Regions from separate parts of the Oncorhynchus mykiss genome. Here region 2 is linked to region 1. The links are chromatin contacts, called in public Hi-C maps. All regions are on one chromosome and are shown on one strand. Each heading gives the region's core, a stretch centred on a gene start, on an enhancer-like site or on the middle of the called end of the contact. The rest is flanking DNA. Distances are from core to core; before and after follow the strand shown.

Region 1 (2,845 bases), core at 142-2,641:
ATTTGATTTTCGATTGGAGATGTTTGATATGGGTCTGGAAGGAGAGTTTAGAGTCTAGCCAGACACCTAGGTACTTATAGATGTCCACATATTCAAGGTCGGAACCATCCAGGGTGGTGATGCTGGTCAGGCGTGCGGGTGCAGGCAGCGAACGGTTGAAAAGCATGCATTTGGTTTTACTAGCGTTTAAGAGCAGTTGGAGGCCACGGAAGGAGTGCTGTATGGCATTGAAGCTGGTTTGGAGGTTAGATAGCACAGTGTCCAAGGACGGGCCGGAAGTATATAGAATGGTGTCGTCTGCGTAGAGGTGGATCAGGGAATCGCCCGCAGCATGAGAAACATCATTGATATATACAGAGAAAAGAGTCGGCCCGAGAATTGAACCCTGTGGCACCCCCATAGAGACTGCCAGAGGACCGGACAGCATGCCCTCCGATTTGACACACTGAACTCTGTCTGCAAAGTAATTGGTGAACCAGGCAAGGCAGTCATCCGATCTGATGGATTGCCATTACATTATGCTCCTAAAAGCTGGTCTATGGTCAGTTGTGTTTCTATTACTTTCACCTCTCACCAACTCATTACATCAAATTAGTGATCACCTTGAGAAAGGATGTATTTGGAATGTGGAACACACAATATGATGCGAATGGAGCACAGATCTCTGCAATGATTGCATTTGTGTTGCTTCTTAATCAGTCCTGCTAGCACAAACTTCTCTCTGAGGGAAGGTTCCCATATGTCTATGAATCTGACCTGACCTGTATGGGACGGGGTACTATTTGTTCCATAGATCTCGATGTGGATGTATTCAGGCCCTATCGCGCGGCCAGTGACTCAGACAGCGAGGTCTACTGCGACTCCATGGACCAGTTTGGCCTGGAAGAGGTAAGAAGCGAAGGGGACACCTAGTCAATTACACAACTGAATGTATTCAACCGAAATGTGTCTTCCCGCATTTAACCCAACTCCTCTGAATCAGAGGGCACAAGCACAGTGTACAGACAAGTACACAGAGCATTTCCAAATCCTCATGTATGTGTGTTTTGGTCCAGGGCTCTGAGGCACAAACTGACCGCTGTCTGGAGCTGGATGAGGAGCATGGGGAAAAGGGGGAGAGTAGTGGAGGGGCCAGTGTGGCGGGCATCCAGTGTGGCGCGGAGGATGGGGAGACTTGTGGAGGGGCCTCTCAGAGACAAAGACTGAATGCAGGCAGGCCCAATAGCTCCCTGGTCAGGAGAGAACGAGGTAAGGTGTGTGTGTGTTTAGGCCCTGTCTTACTTCTCTGTTTACCTACAAGTGTATGTCAGTGTTTACGCCTCTATTCCGTGTCTGCGTGTGTTATAGGTTCTAGGTCTTCAGGGCACAGTCCAGGTGCCCAGAAGCCCTTGCAGGGTAGCGGGGGGGACGGGGAGCGGTGGGGGGGCGCGGGGACACCAGGAGGCAGTCTGAATGAGCAGATTGTAGTGGCGCTGGCCAGACTGCAGGAAGACATGCAACGTGTCCTGGAGAGACTGCACACACTGGAGGCCCTCACTGCATCCCAGGTCAGAGACCCACATTTAGCAATTGAAGTATATTACATAGCCTGTTGATAGTGACGGCTGTGGAAAGGGTATCTAATAGCAAACCTGCAGTTATGCAGTACCTAAACACCTCAATATTTTGTATTCATTCTTAATACTTCAGGATTTTGGATCATGACTTTAAGATGGACTGTAACTATTTAGGTATGTTATAAGTACTAATTTGTTTTGTACCTTCTCTCTTCTCTCTACATGTTCTCTAGGCAAGGTCATCGGCTCAACCATACCCACCATCACCCCTGGCAAAGAATAGTAAGGTACGGTGCGCTGCCTTTACTCTCTGTCAATATTTAATTTGGACTCACATCGTCATAGACTAAAGATGCCCTTTGTACCTTTGGTTTTAGGGATGTTGTGACCTTCAGTTTGATCACTTTTTATTTATCCTCTGTCCTCTAGAAACCATCCTGGTGGCCTTTCGACGTGTCTCCCAGCACTGTAGCCTTTGCTGTTGTGTGGCCATTTTTGGTGCAGTGGCTTATCCGCCAATATCTTCAACGTAGGAGAAGGTAATTGTATAGCCAGATGGGGATATTCAAAAATAACTAAGTCAATTGTATTTTTTGTGTAAATTGAGACATTTGTTTACATTCATCCATTCATGATTCTGCCTCTGATACTCTCTATATGTGGATACTGTAGCTCTATCAAAATAATCTATTGTTTGATAGAGGCTTGTACTTAGTAAGAATGTTTTCTTGTCCCCACTATCAGACGAATCAATTGAAAAATCTCCCAGCCCAAATACACAAAGTGACGAGGAGAAGATTCTCAGCAGTCTGGTTTGTTCCGTCACCTCCCTTATGCTTTCCCCCACACCTCTGTAACTCTAGCTTTTGCGCTATGAAGATTGCACTCGGAGTAGTGAGTGGTGGAAGCCTCGCAAGCCACTAGCACTAGAATTGAAATCAAAGAGAAATGTGAATGTATTGAACCACAGCTTGTAATCGTGCAAGCTTTTTTTGAGATGATAGGCTACAATTACTTTACTACATTAGTAATTATTTTGCTCTCAAGAAATTACTAGGATTTAACTTGGGAGGGGAAAGTTGTTTGTGTATTTTGATTATGGCATTGTTCGTTGATAGATCACAGTAGTTTATTTTATTGCAAGTATGCCGAACATCTTATGGGCATTATAAGAACTATCTTATCTAACTTGTCCTGCAAATGCCTGCCATGGACATAATGCAATATATCATAATAGTTTCTTAGGCAATGCTGCTAATATATCGTGATAACTGTTGGTAGATAATGAT
Region 2 (3,075 bases), core at 557-3,056, 94 kb before region 1:
CCTCGCTGCACAGGAACTCTCTGACTGAGGAGCGGACCACAGCTCGGCCATCTCCTGACCTGTAGTACAACAGACAACCTTTCTCAGAAGGTTTTCTTGGGCCCAATCCCAAATCAACCCCTAGACCCTACGCACTTGTGGAGATCTGAAAGGATTTGTTGGGCCTAAGCAATACGGTAAAACTTCCTCCTAGCCTATCAGAGAGCAAGCTGGAACTATTACCAAATTGCTTAAATCCTCTCATATCTCCACAAGTGCATAGGACGTAGGGTCTAGGGGTCGATTTGGGATATGGCCTCACTGTTAGGTCAGGCTAGAAATGTTACACCTGTTGGTCATGGTCTATAAAAATATAAAAGTGTAGATTTGACCTTGAATATGGAGTCTTTCCTGAGCCTTTGAGCTGGAGTTCCCATCTTTCACCCTTTCTGTGAAAGAACACACACAAGATGACTCATGTGTACCCTGCTAGCAAAGCAGGTTGAAATGCTGTCATTACAACCTCAACCTTCTGTGCAGTCATGTATCCATTCCCAGTTCTACTGACCTGCTAGTATATTCACCAAGGAGATGTGCTCGGCCATCTCCTAACTGACCTGCCCAGTAGCCAAACTAAAAGAATAAAGAAAACATCACTAGTATTTAGTCATAAACAAGTAGGTTCTTCAAAGTTCAATGTGGAATTAGGAGGGACTAAGCAATTGATACAGAAAAAAAAGTGATGAAAATGGTATAGAGATGGTACAGTACCTGGTGACCCCCATATCTGTGTGTCAGAGGGCTGGATCCAGAAAAAAGTTTACCACCACTGAAGTACTGTAGGAAATCCTCTGACTGGGACACTGCAACATCTAGACCCAACATTCCCTCAATGACCTCCTGGAAAAACAAAGCTACATTAGAATATGTAGTAGCTCCTTCTATTAAGCTGTTATGACAGTGTTATAACACTTATTCTAGGTTAATTCACATCCATTGTAAACCACATTTCTTGACAATATCTAGTCCCTGGAAGTAATTTGCAAAATTACCTTTGAAACAGCCGCAAGTCTCAGAGGGCCTTTGAGTGGGGTTGGGTCAGACTCTGAAAAAATGCAGTTCTTCACAGAGCGAACAAAGATGCCATCCACTTGGTCAAGGGGGAAGGCTTCTGCAAGAAAAGTCAAACAAAGTTATTTACAAATATGTCTGATCATGCAAATAACTGTCAAAACTTTACTGGGCATTTGGTTGACAAAGAATGCAATTCTGAGGGATTTACCTAATAGCTTTTTACACGATAGTTTGAAGTGGTCCAAATCGTGCAAGTGTTTCTCCACACTCTTGTTGAAGTTGAAAGCATGAATGTAGTGTTGTCGGTCTGACATAGTGTCAGCAGGACCGTGACAGTTTTCAATAGTATCACAATAGTCCATACATGCAGACATGATGATTAGGTTTGCCATACCTAAAAGAACATAGCTTGAGGCACTGTAAATAACCATTATTGCAACTCAAAATTACCTAGCTAGCAAAACTGACAGCTGATTGCTGGCTACAACGTCACCATTAGTTAACTCTCTGATGAGATCCATATGTCATAAGAGACTATCAAGTTTCTCAACTATCTCGCGCATTCCTCTTTTTGCGGCACCTGACCATCACTATCACATAAGACATTAACTTTACAGTGAGACAGTGGCATACTCTCTACTAAAGCAGGTTACAAGACAACAAAACAGGGATTGTTTGTTGCTGTCGAATATTTCCTGATTTCTAAAACGTCATGACGTCAATCAACGTAATTTGAGTTCTTCCGCTTCCGGCGTCATATTGTGTAATATTTTCCAGCTATGTGTGGAGGAACATGGCGATACCGTGGAGGCACTGTTGGAGGTGGACTACAGGCGCTACGAGTACAAGTGTACTAGAAACCATATGCGGTTTTAATGGAAGGTCTGCTACGTTTGCTGCTTTGTCTTTGCGAGGAACGGGGGCCGTCGCTGGCTCGGGAAAGGAGGTAGGTAACGTGCGCCCGTGTCAGTGCCAAGATTTCGCCGGGCGGGAGTGCTGTCAACCCAATCAAGGTCAACCAGTATATAACACAGAATCTGCAAGCTGATCTTATTAATGAGTTGTAGCTTGACTGGTGTAGCTATATTGGGATTTAGTCCAGTTTAGTCCAGTTTATCCCAGTTGTTGTAGCGAACTAAAAACATATATGTTATGAAGGACATTGGTTTTGTATATATAGTTACAGTAAAGATTGTTGCTATATGACAAGATGGTTTGGATTTCTAGCTAGCCATATCTTGCTGGTTTGTTATGCATTCTCAGTTTAGCTAAAGGTCAAGACAATTAATGTCATTGCAGGGCTACACTGTACCAAGCCTTGCACTTGATTTTTCTCACTGGCTTATCTCTTTTATTTCAGAAGGGACACTAGGTTGTTGGGTTGTTGGCCGATGTATGATTAAATCTAATAATATCATGATATTTCACACTGACGATATATCGTCATGGTGAAGACTATACTTTATTCCCCTCAAACTCAGCCAGCTCCACTTTGTTTTTTCGTCATTCCCATCTAACCAGGGACTGATTTAGACCTGGGACACCAGGTGGGTGGAATGAATTATCAGGTAGAACACATAACCAGCAGGTTCTGGACCTCGTAGGGTAAGAGTTGAATAACCCTGCTCAATTTGAAATTCACAAATAAACAATGTGCAGTTTTAGAAGTTAGACTGTATCAAATATGTTGAAAATGAAGTGAATGACCTAAGCCTTGTTTTTTTTGGGCCATACTAAGATTATTTAATAAGAACGCGACTGCAGTTTGTTTGCTTATTTACGATATAATAAAGTCTGGATTTATCTAGTCATTAACGGAGCAAAACGATTATATCGGATATTGCAACATTTGGAGTAGCTTATCATAGAGGTCTCCCCAAATATCACCCAATCCTACCATGTTGTTACTAGACAGAACTGTCAGTGGGTAGCCTACATTGCTTGGTCAAGAGTATGTGGTTCATAGCCTAGAATAACCTAAACTAGGCTACCTCACAATGACATCATGTAAGTAACTTGAGG

The links. Hi-C and Micro-C count contacts between places; a contact is called where the count stands out from the background.
Region 2: a Hi-C map of liver shows a contact between it and region 1, with 2.4 times the contacts expected there. The contact joins the promoter of LOC110489826 here to the enhancer-like site in region 1. A contact is called at or near these places in 2 of 3 Hi-C or Micro-C datasets (blood and liver).

The regions. Positions count from the first base shown.
Region 1 is chr15:23,255,312-23,258,156 of USDA_OmykA_1.1, reverse strand. acbd5a (acyl-CoA-binding domain-containing protein 5A) reads left to right here. Exons shown (of 13, transcript XM_021562751.2): 8 at 794-888; 9 at 1,056-1,248; 10 at 1,348-1,547; 11 at 1,790-1,843; 12 at 1,986-2,095; 13 at 2,301-2,845. The coding sequence ends at 2,313. Among protein-coding and RNA genes, the nearest start is that of mastl, 8.6 kb to the right of the region's middle. Within about 2 kb of position 1,391, at least 1 of the 11 cell types and tissues checked has an H3K27ac peak or open chromatin away from gene starts, as enhancers often do. A contact at or near this core is called in liver, where this site is marked.
Region 2 is chr15:23,349,118-23,352,192 of USDA_OmykA_1.1, reverse strand. It overlaps LOC110489826 (decaprenyl-diphosphate synthase subunit 1), which reads left to right and starts at 1,806. Exons shown (of 10, transcript XM_036944087.1): 1 at 1,806-1,999. The coding sequence starts at 1,847. LOC110489828 (protein adenylyltransferase SelO) reads right to left here and starts at 1,785. Exons shown (of 19, transcript XM_036944081.1): 1 at 1,262-1,785; 2 at 1,032-1,147; 3 at 751-879; 4 at 548-612; 5 at 372-428; 6 at 1-59. The coding sequence starts at 1,484.